2 separate regions of the Gossypium hirsutum genome follow, and region 1 is linked to region 2. A link is a contact called in public Hi-C data. All regions are on one chromosome and are shown on one strand. The core of a region is the stretch at or near the end of the contact, and the rest is flanking DNA. Distances in the headings are between cores, read along the strand shown.

The links. A called contact is a pair of places that touch in the nucleus more often than the background predicts.
Region 1: a contact with region 2 is called in a Hi-C map of leaf, with 5 times the contacts expected there. The contact joins the promoter of LOC107952715 here to the enhancer-like site in region 2. A contact is called at or near these places in 2 of 34 Hi-C or Micro-C datasets (both in leaf).

What each region holds. Positions count from the first base shown.
Region 1 is chrA07:37,096,438-37,100,256 of Gossypium_hirsutum_v2.1, forward strand. LOC107952715 reads left to right here and starts at 2,070. Exons shown (of 2, transcript XM_016887875.2): 1 at 2,070-2,433; 2 at 2,737-3,243. The coding sequence starts at 2,336. The coding sequence ends at 3,019.
Region 2 is chrA07:36,479,560-36,483,394 of Gossypium_hirsutum_v2.1, forward strand. No RefSeq gene overlaps it. Among protein-coding and RNA genes, the nearest start is that of LOC107952764, 31 kb to the left of the region's middle. Within about 2 kb of position 1,557, at least 3 of the 9 cell types and tissues checked have an H3K27ac peak or open chromatin away from gene starts, as enhancers often do. A contact at or near this core is called in leaf, where this site is marked.

The DNA of each region.
Region 1 (3,819 bases), core at 820-3,319, 620 kb after region 2:
TATTTATGTGAATCAGAGGTGAATTTACCTTAAACCGCGGATCTTCTTTGTCATCTTCGTCTAGACCTTCACCGTCTGAACTTTCATTTTCTGGTTTAGTTAGAATCGACTCTAGTTTAAAAAATAATGTAATTTTTGAACCATCTAACTCGAACTCTCGGATTAGATCATCATCAGATTCAATGTTCTTTTTAATCTTAAACCCCCCAGCATGTCTAAGATTGGATGTCCTCTCACTGGTAGAGGTTGTAACGAGTTCATCATCCCTTCTTGTATAGTTGTCGGAACAACCAAAATCACCTACGAATTGCCTATCGATGGAACTTGATGCCATACCTTTATAAGTTTTCTCGATGCAAAATATCGATTGACTAAAGTTGAAATCAAATCCACTAACTAAGTGTCATGCTAGGTCTAGTATTTTGGGTTACCGCCAAAGCCTAACTGCTAGATGTTCTGTTTATTACGATTGAAATCTAAGGCTGAAACCGATGAGTGTCTTCCCATTGATGATTCCAGGATATTATAATAGGAACTTTCTAACAAAGTCGTGAACCCAACACACAATTGTGTCATTAGACTTTCAGCTTGCTCTTCTATTCTAGCCTCTCGAATTGGAACATATGTCGACCTCTGACCGCCTTCATCTGTGTTTGCAAACTCCACATATAACTAGAGTATTGGTGATCTACTAGCAATATGCATTTGGACCATCGCCTCCATCCCCTTTGCACCTTTGATATTGAAATCCTTATATTTGATTGGGTCGACAGAAACACAGAATCGATATTTCAATAACGATACTCTCATTTAGGTGGATTTGATGATTTTTCATCTAATTCATGCACGGAGCTCTAGCAATTGTATGTTCGAGTTGAAAGCCAATCGCGTTGTGTTCTCCAATGAAAAAATAACCCTAATGTCGGTGTCACGAACTTCATTGTCGTAATAAACAAAAACATTAATTTGTTCACTCATTTCAACGAAATAACCTATTTCGTATGTTGGAAACAAAAACATTATGCAGAAAAATAGAGTTGTAATTATATATGAACAACAAAAATCGAACCTTACTTGATGTAATTACGTGTTTGCTCGAAATTATGCCTTACGAATGTCTTGCGAACTTCCTCTTCGTGCAATTCAGTATGCTTGAAATTGACTTATGACGCTGATGTTGAAAATGATCCATTTATACAGCAGGGGGTGAGTGGCAAAATGATTTAGAAAATATTATATCGGGATGTTTAATGGATGAGTGGGAACTTTGCAGCAGTTGAAATCGGGAGAGTGAAAACACTCCCTACAGGGCGCTTTTCAGTGTCATGGCAAAAAAATGCACTGAAAGCACGCCCAGCTGAAAGCGCTTTCAGTGCCATGTCAGCTACAATAGTTGAAATCAATTTCATATTATTTTTAAATATTTTAAAAAATAAAATTAAAAAATTATTTTTAATATAATATTTGATTTGGTTAAAAAAATCAAATTATTCATTAGAGATTCTTTTCAAAAAATGATTCAAGCTCATTCAAAAGAAAAGTCATATTTTAGAAAAAAAAAGGTTTTTTTTTATGTTGATTAATTAATCATTTTCCGTAAAACAAATATAAAAAGGATAAAAACATTTTTTTGTAAGTTTTTTATATGAATCAAACATTACCCAAGTTTACAACAGAAATCAATTATGTATTTGATACTTGGGCAATTATTTAATCTTACTTAAAAATAATCATGAATATTTTGTTTTAAAAATAAAGAAATGAAGTTTTGAGGTATATAGCGCGATGGCAAACATGTTTCTTAATTTAAATGGGAAGGAGAGGAGCGTGGGGTAGCGTAGGAGCTCATAAGTTGCCAATAGTAAATGGCAAAGGAACAAGAACCAGAAAAAGTTAAATTAATTAATTAATTAATATACAAAAGATGGAAAAAAAAAGGTAAAAAGAAATCCTCAAAGGACATAAATGTCATTTTCTTGCACATAAATTTTAAGGTTCACATCTTTCTCTCCCTCTCTCTCTTTCTCTAACTGAAAACGACTGCAAGCAACCTGTGGTCTACCTATGAAGATATATAAATTAATCAATTTCTTTTTGGTACATAAATGGTTAAAAAATTAATGTATGGGAATTCATACACCGACTCTGAATTCTGAAACCATCCTCTTTCTTTATATAGATATATAGTATGGCTCTCTTGTAGTTATCTTCATCACCCCACCTCCGGCCCCTTTCTCGCGCTCTTTTCTTTTTTCTTTCTTTTTCAAGCCATCTTCTTCTACCTCTTCTTATTCTCTTGTTTTTCAGCATATATAATTCAACTCCTCCTTCAGTAATGGTGGATCTTCAAACTGTCTGCTGCATGTGCGGCGACGTTGGTTTTCCTGACAAACTCTTCCGCTGTAACAAGTGCCACCACCGCTTTCAACACTCGTATGTATTATTCTCTCTTTCCATCATCTTCATCATCATCATCATCACTGGGCTTGAAAGCTACCCCTAACTGAATTATCTTACCAAGTAGATAACTGGATGCCCACCACATCTCCCCCAAGCACCACCAACCAACATGGTTTCGTAAAACCCCAACTCAACATCCTAAGCTATCATCATCTTATTATAGATAAACCATATTTCATGTTTTTTAATACCCAATTTTTTTATATAAAAAAACAAAGAAAAATCTTTTAAGTTTCTCTTATTTTATGGCTCGAAACGACTTGTTTATCCTTGCAGGTATTGCAGCAACTATTACAGCGAGTTGGCAGAGCCAATTGGACTGTGTGATTGGTGCCAAAGCGAAGAAAGAAACTCAAGGCATGGAAGCTCTTCAAAGAAATCATCAGGTGGAAACGGAAGTGGAATAATCGTAAACCGATCCGAGTATTCGGGTGACAAGATCAAGCAACACGATCGAGACGAGAGTAGTGGTGGTGATCACAAAGGAAAGAGCAGCGGCACTCCTTCTCCCAGGCCTACCACACGCAGGTACAAGCTTCTCAAGGATGTCATGTGTTGAGAAAAAAGAACCTCTCTTCCACCCCCAAAAGAAAGAGTAAAGAAAACCAACTTTTTTGGTGTGTTGATAGTAGCAAAATGTTTATAAGGTGTGTTTTCTTTTGAGGGTTATGGATGCATTTTGTTGACAGTATGGTTTTCAGTTTCACTTTTTCCCTGTAAATTGTTAATAAAATAATGTACAACTTTTTTTTATCAAATTGGATCGGTGGCACAAGTTTTTAAGCTTTTTTCTGTTCCTTCCCCCGTTTGTCCTAGTGTTAGATTTGGAAAATTAGAAACAGGTTGCCTGCATGAAAAATGTTGGATATCACCTAATTAAAAATGTCCCAGTAAGTCACTCTAATATAACAAATTACATGAGCCTTGTTTGGATAAGCATGGGGGAGTTTAGGGTGACTATTATTTATGTGAACGCTAGGGTTTGTTTGGTGACCACGAAAGGGTGAGTGGGGGAGTAGCACGTCCATTTCCTTTCACTTTGTTGAATCTCTTAAGGAGAATTCAATGCACTTAATTTGTTTTGTCTTTTAGACCAAAGAAAATTCATGGCACCTAAAGCTGCAAACTTTTATGGATTCATTCAAGGCCTTTAATTGCGAGGCCCTCCCATGATTAGTTTTTAGAAGAAAAAGACAAGATGAGAATTGCCTGCAAAATGGGTCATTTTATATATTATAAAAATGTCAAACACGACCTTCCGTGAAGAAAATAAAAAAGCATGGTAAATGTTTTAACATTGAGGTTGAAGTAGAGTATAGGAGAGGACAGATTGGCTAAGCCATTTATTTAAGTCATTAG
Region 2 (3,835 bases), core at 307-2,806:
GGCACAAGAAAGATTGCACACAATGTGTTTGAGTAAATGGTCTCAAAGTATTTAACAACTATTCAATGAGATGATTACAAGTGAGGGAAAAAGTCTCTATTTATAGTTGAGCCCTATTAGGTCCAATGATACAATTTAAATTGCATTAATGAGTTAGATTAAAGTCTATCTACAAGATAAGAGTCTTAAGGAATTTGAACGCTACAAAATTTTATCCTTAGGATTATAATATTTATCCTAGTAATTCTAAATTAGTCGAGTGTTTCACTAGGTCACCATGCTTCAAGTAAATGGTTTTTCCTCTATGCTCCACTAATCGAGTCAGTTCAAATAGATTAAATGAGTCTAATTTAATCAGTTATTCTCGTTGAGCGATTCTGTGTACTTTGGTCACAAACTTTGATCTGAATACATGACATTTTGAGGCTCTTTTCTTGCATAAGTTATTGGCTTTTATTAGGTTTTTGTTTTGTAAAAAATTTAAGCCTCGTAAGTTCGTTCTTACTAAATGAATGAAATATCTCTTTGCTAACGTAATATTGCTACAATTTCTAGTGAAATTAGTCATTAATTTTCCACTAGCAATAAGAAAACAAATACTTTGTCAATGGTATTATCTTTTAGAATATGTTAATATATGTTAATGTCAATATATGGATATTTGGAAGATTGCACATGTATGCTAGTATCAAAAAAACATGAATGCAGTAATAAATTAAAGCCGATAAACTTAGAAGTGGTAATTTGAATATATGATTAAAACATTTCATAAGTCTTTAATTTGTTGAATTTACTCTCTACTTTTATTTTTTAAAAAATTAATTTTTTTATTTTTAAATTTTAAAATTCAAGTTGAATTATAAATATTGTTAATTTTATTTTGTTAAATTTATTAATGTGATATTTTATAATAAAAAAATACTCACTTGATAATCATATAATGTTGTAGTAAACTAAAATTTAACAAAATATTTTTAACAGTGATATGAAAAATAAAGGGACTCAATTTCTAAAAAATAAAAATATAAGAACTAAATTTTAAATTTACGAAAAGTAAATGATCTTATGGCATATTTTAACTTAAAAATTATTATCATGGCGATAAGATTAAAAAATGCCATAAATGGATTTAAAAAGTTGTCATGTATGTTTTATTTATTAATTTTATGTAATTTAAGAATGTTTGACTGTGAGGATTTTTAAAAAAAAAATTCATAAAAAAGTTATGTACAAAACTAAATGAGTTTTGATTGAAACGTTAAAATTGAGTTTTTTTTTTCAAATATTGGTGTTTTATATTTGAGTATTTGTAAATTTATTTTGGATTTAAATTTTCTGTAAAATTTATATAAATATATAAAAAATAAAAACTTTGTTTCCTTTTGAATAAAATTATTTTTCAATTGAATTGATATCTGAAAAAAAAAATTTAAATTAATATAAATAGATGAATACATTAAAAAGTGTATCAAATTAAGTAAGGCGCATGATGGGCTGTTTATTATGAAGTATTGGGTTTAAGGCTCTATCCTCTCACGCAAATTTCTGGCTTCAACTACCCATTTATTTGTGGGCTTCATAGCTTCCCATATTGGAACAGATGGGCTACATCGTTCTCGCCTGGGCATCGTTTTTAAACCAAAACTTTGGAATTTTATTTAAACAATGTTTAAATGAGAAATAAAATCTAAATACAAACTTGTACTATGTATACCTATTGATCCACAAGTGTGTATTTACAGTTTCAGTAAATAACATAATTATTATTAAATTGTTACTTAGCCTATATCAAAGTCAATAGTTCACAAAAAAAATATTGAAAATTAAAGATTTCCAAAACTATGTTAATGACAATAAGTCACCTACTATTACATCTTCTCAATATAAAGTCTATAGTCAAAAAAGGGTTAGTAAAGGTAGAAGGGTAAGGTAATACTAAATCATTATGGTTGAATAAGACCTTGGTTTGACCACCCAATTCTGTCTCTCTTTTAATTTCTCCTTATAAAAAATGGATGATGGATTTAATTTTCATCAACATAGACTAGTATTTTGTAGAACCCTGTGCTCGTGATGTGCAGCAGCTTTGACTGCTATTTGCAATCTTTTACCACATGACATGAACACAAACGCATGTTGATAAAGACTTTAAATCAGTAAAAGCTGAGCTATATACATCACCTCAAATTAGATTTAGTTTCACCAGAAAGTTTGTGCGGTAGATACTTAACATCTCCTGATAAAAGATTGCCATTACAATTATATCTGTCTTAATCAACTTCTTACATCCAAGTTGGTAACAAAATAAAGAGGCAATTGGGGGTGTCTTTTTAATTCGTTTGAAGGGGCAAAAGAGCAAGTCGGTAGCCTAACTTTCACAGTTCAAAGTCCATTGCGTAATGAGTAGGCGTGATTTACCGGTGGCAGTGAACATTCAGACACAACCCCCTTCTTCATCTCTCGCTGTGGAAATTAATAAGAAAAACAAAATGGGAACTCATTGTTGTGCTGAGCTTTTCAAAGTTTCAAAGGAAGTAAGGAACCCCACTAAACCGACCATTTCGACCCACTACTGCTTTAGTGCATTGCAACCTTTTTTCACCATGAAATTTGTCATTTTGAAAAAGTGTGTATATTCTTATTTACAGCAACAGTTGTTTTTGAAAGAAAGAGAAAATTGGTATTGGCCTGCCATTGGTGGTCAAGCAACTTAGAAAATTGAACAACTTTGGAATTCTCAGACTTGTTACAAGGATTACTAGGCTGCTGGGCCCTTTGGTTAATGAACAAGAGGAAAATGACAAGATGAGCCACAAGAAAGTCAGCTGTCAATGGAATGATCTTCCTTGTATCATTGGTATAGTGAAGTCAAATTTCCAATCAATTTCAAGAGTAGAGTGGTATCTAGTTATCTTCAGCCGACGTATTGATAGGAGACATGGAGAAAAATTACGAAAAGCAAGCGGTAAAGGGACGGAAAGTTACAAAGATGACTCTCAAGAGTTGGCTATGAAATGTAACCTAACGTGCGGGAAAAGTTATATGCTATTTGCCTTTCTTTATCTCCATAATTTGTTATTGGAAGTGAAGGGTATATTTCTCGGAACACATTTGAATTGTTTTCAAATGATATTCAAAAAAGATCTCGAGGCCAAGCGTGTAGAGACACACATCAGCATAACTTACTATGCACGGCCACAGGTGCCTGCTGCATCGTGCCTTTGCTTGATCCAGGTTTAATGGATTTCATGGGACCATATGGGAATATGGAAGTGAATTCAAATGACAAAACAAAAGCAGCATTTTTTGGGTCAAATTTAGCATCTTTTCAAATGGGTTTTATTTTATTTTGATTTTATTTGCTGTTCTCCGTGAACAGGTTGGATGGATCACATGTGAGACAACCATTTGCTTTGGCAGTGTGTGAGGCCTTTGAGTGTGGCCATAAAATCATGGTTGTTTGTAGCGTGAACTAAACAAAATTGATCCATAATACAACAATTCTTCTGGGTAATCAATAAAATATAGTAAAACGTAGTTTTACAGATTAAAAGATAAATCAAAAGAGAGGCAAAGAAAAGGGATATATGGGAGGATGAGCGTAAGCTGTCGAAGAAAATTTGTTATCACCAAGAAACTAAGGTTTTGTTAAGATTCATGTATATATTATATGCTGTAAATAAATGTACACCACCTTTTTTTGGTTGCTTTTATCGTGGCAATGTTAGTGGCCGATATTAAGACAACATGATAAGTCTTAAATTTTGCACTAGTTTATCAACCAAATGGGGACAATTATTGCTTCATGTTACTGAGAACTACTGCATGTTAATTT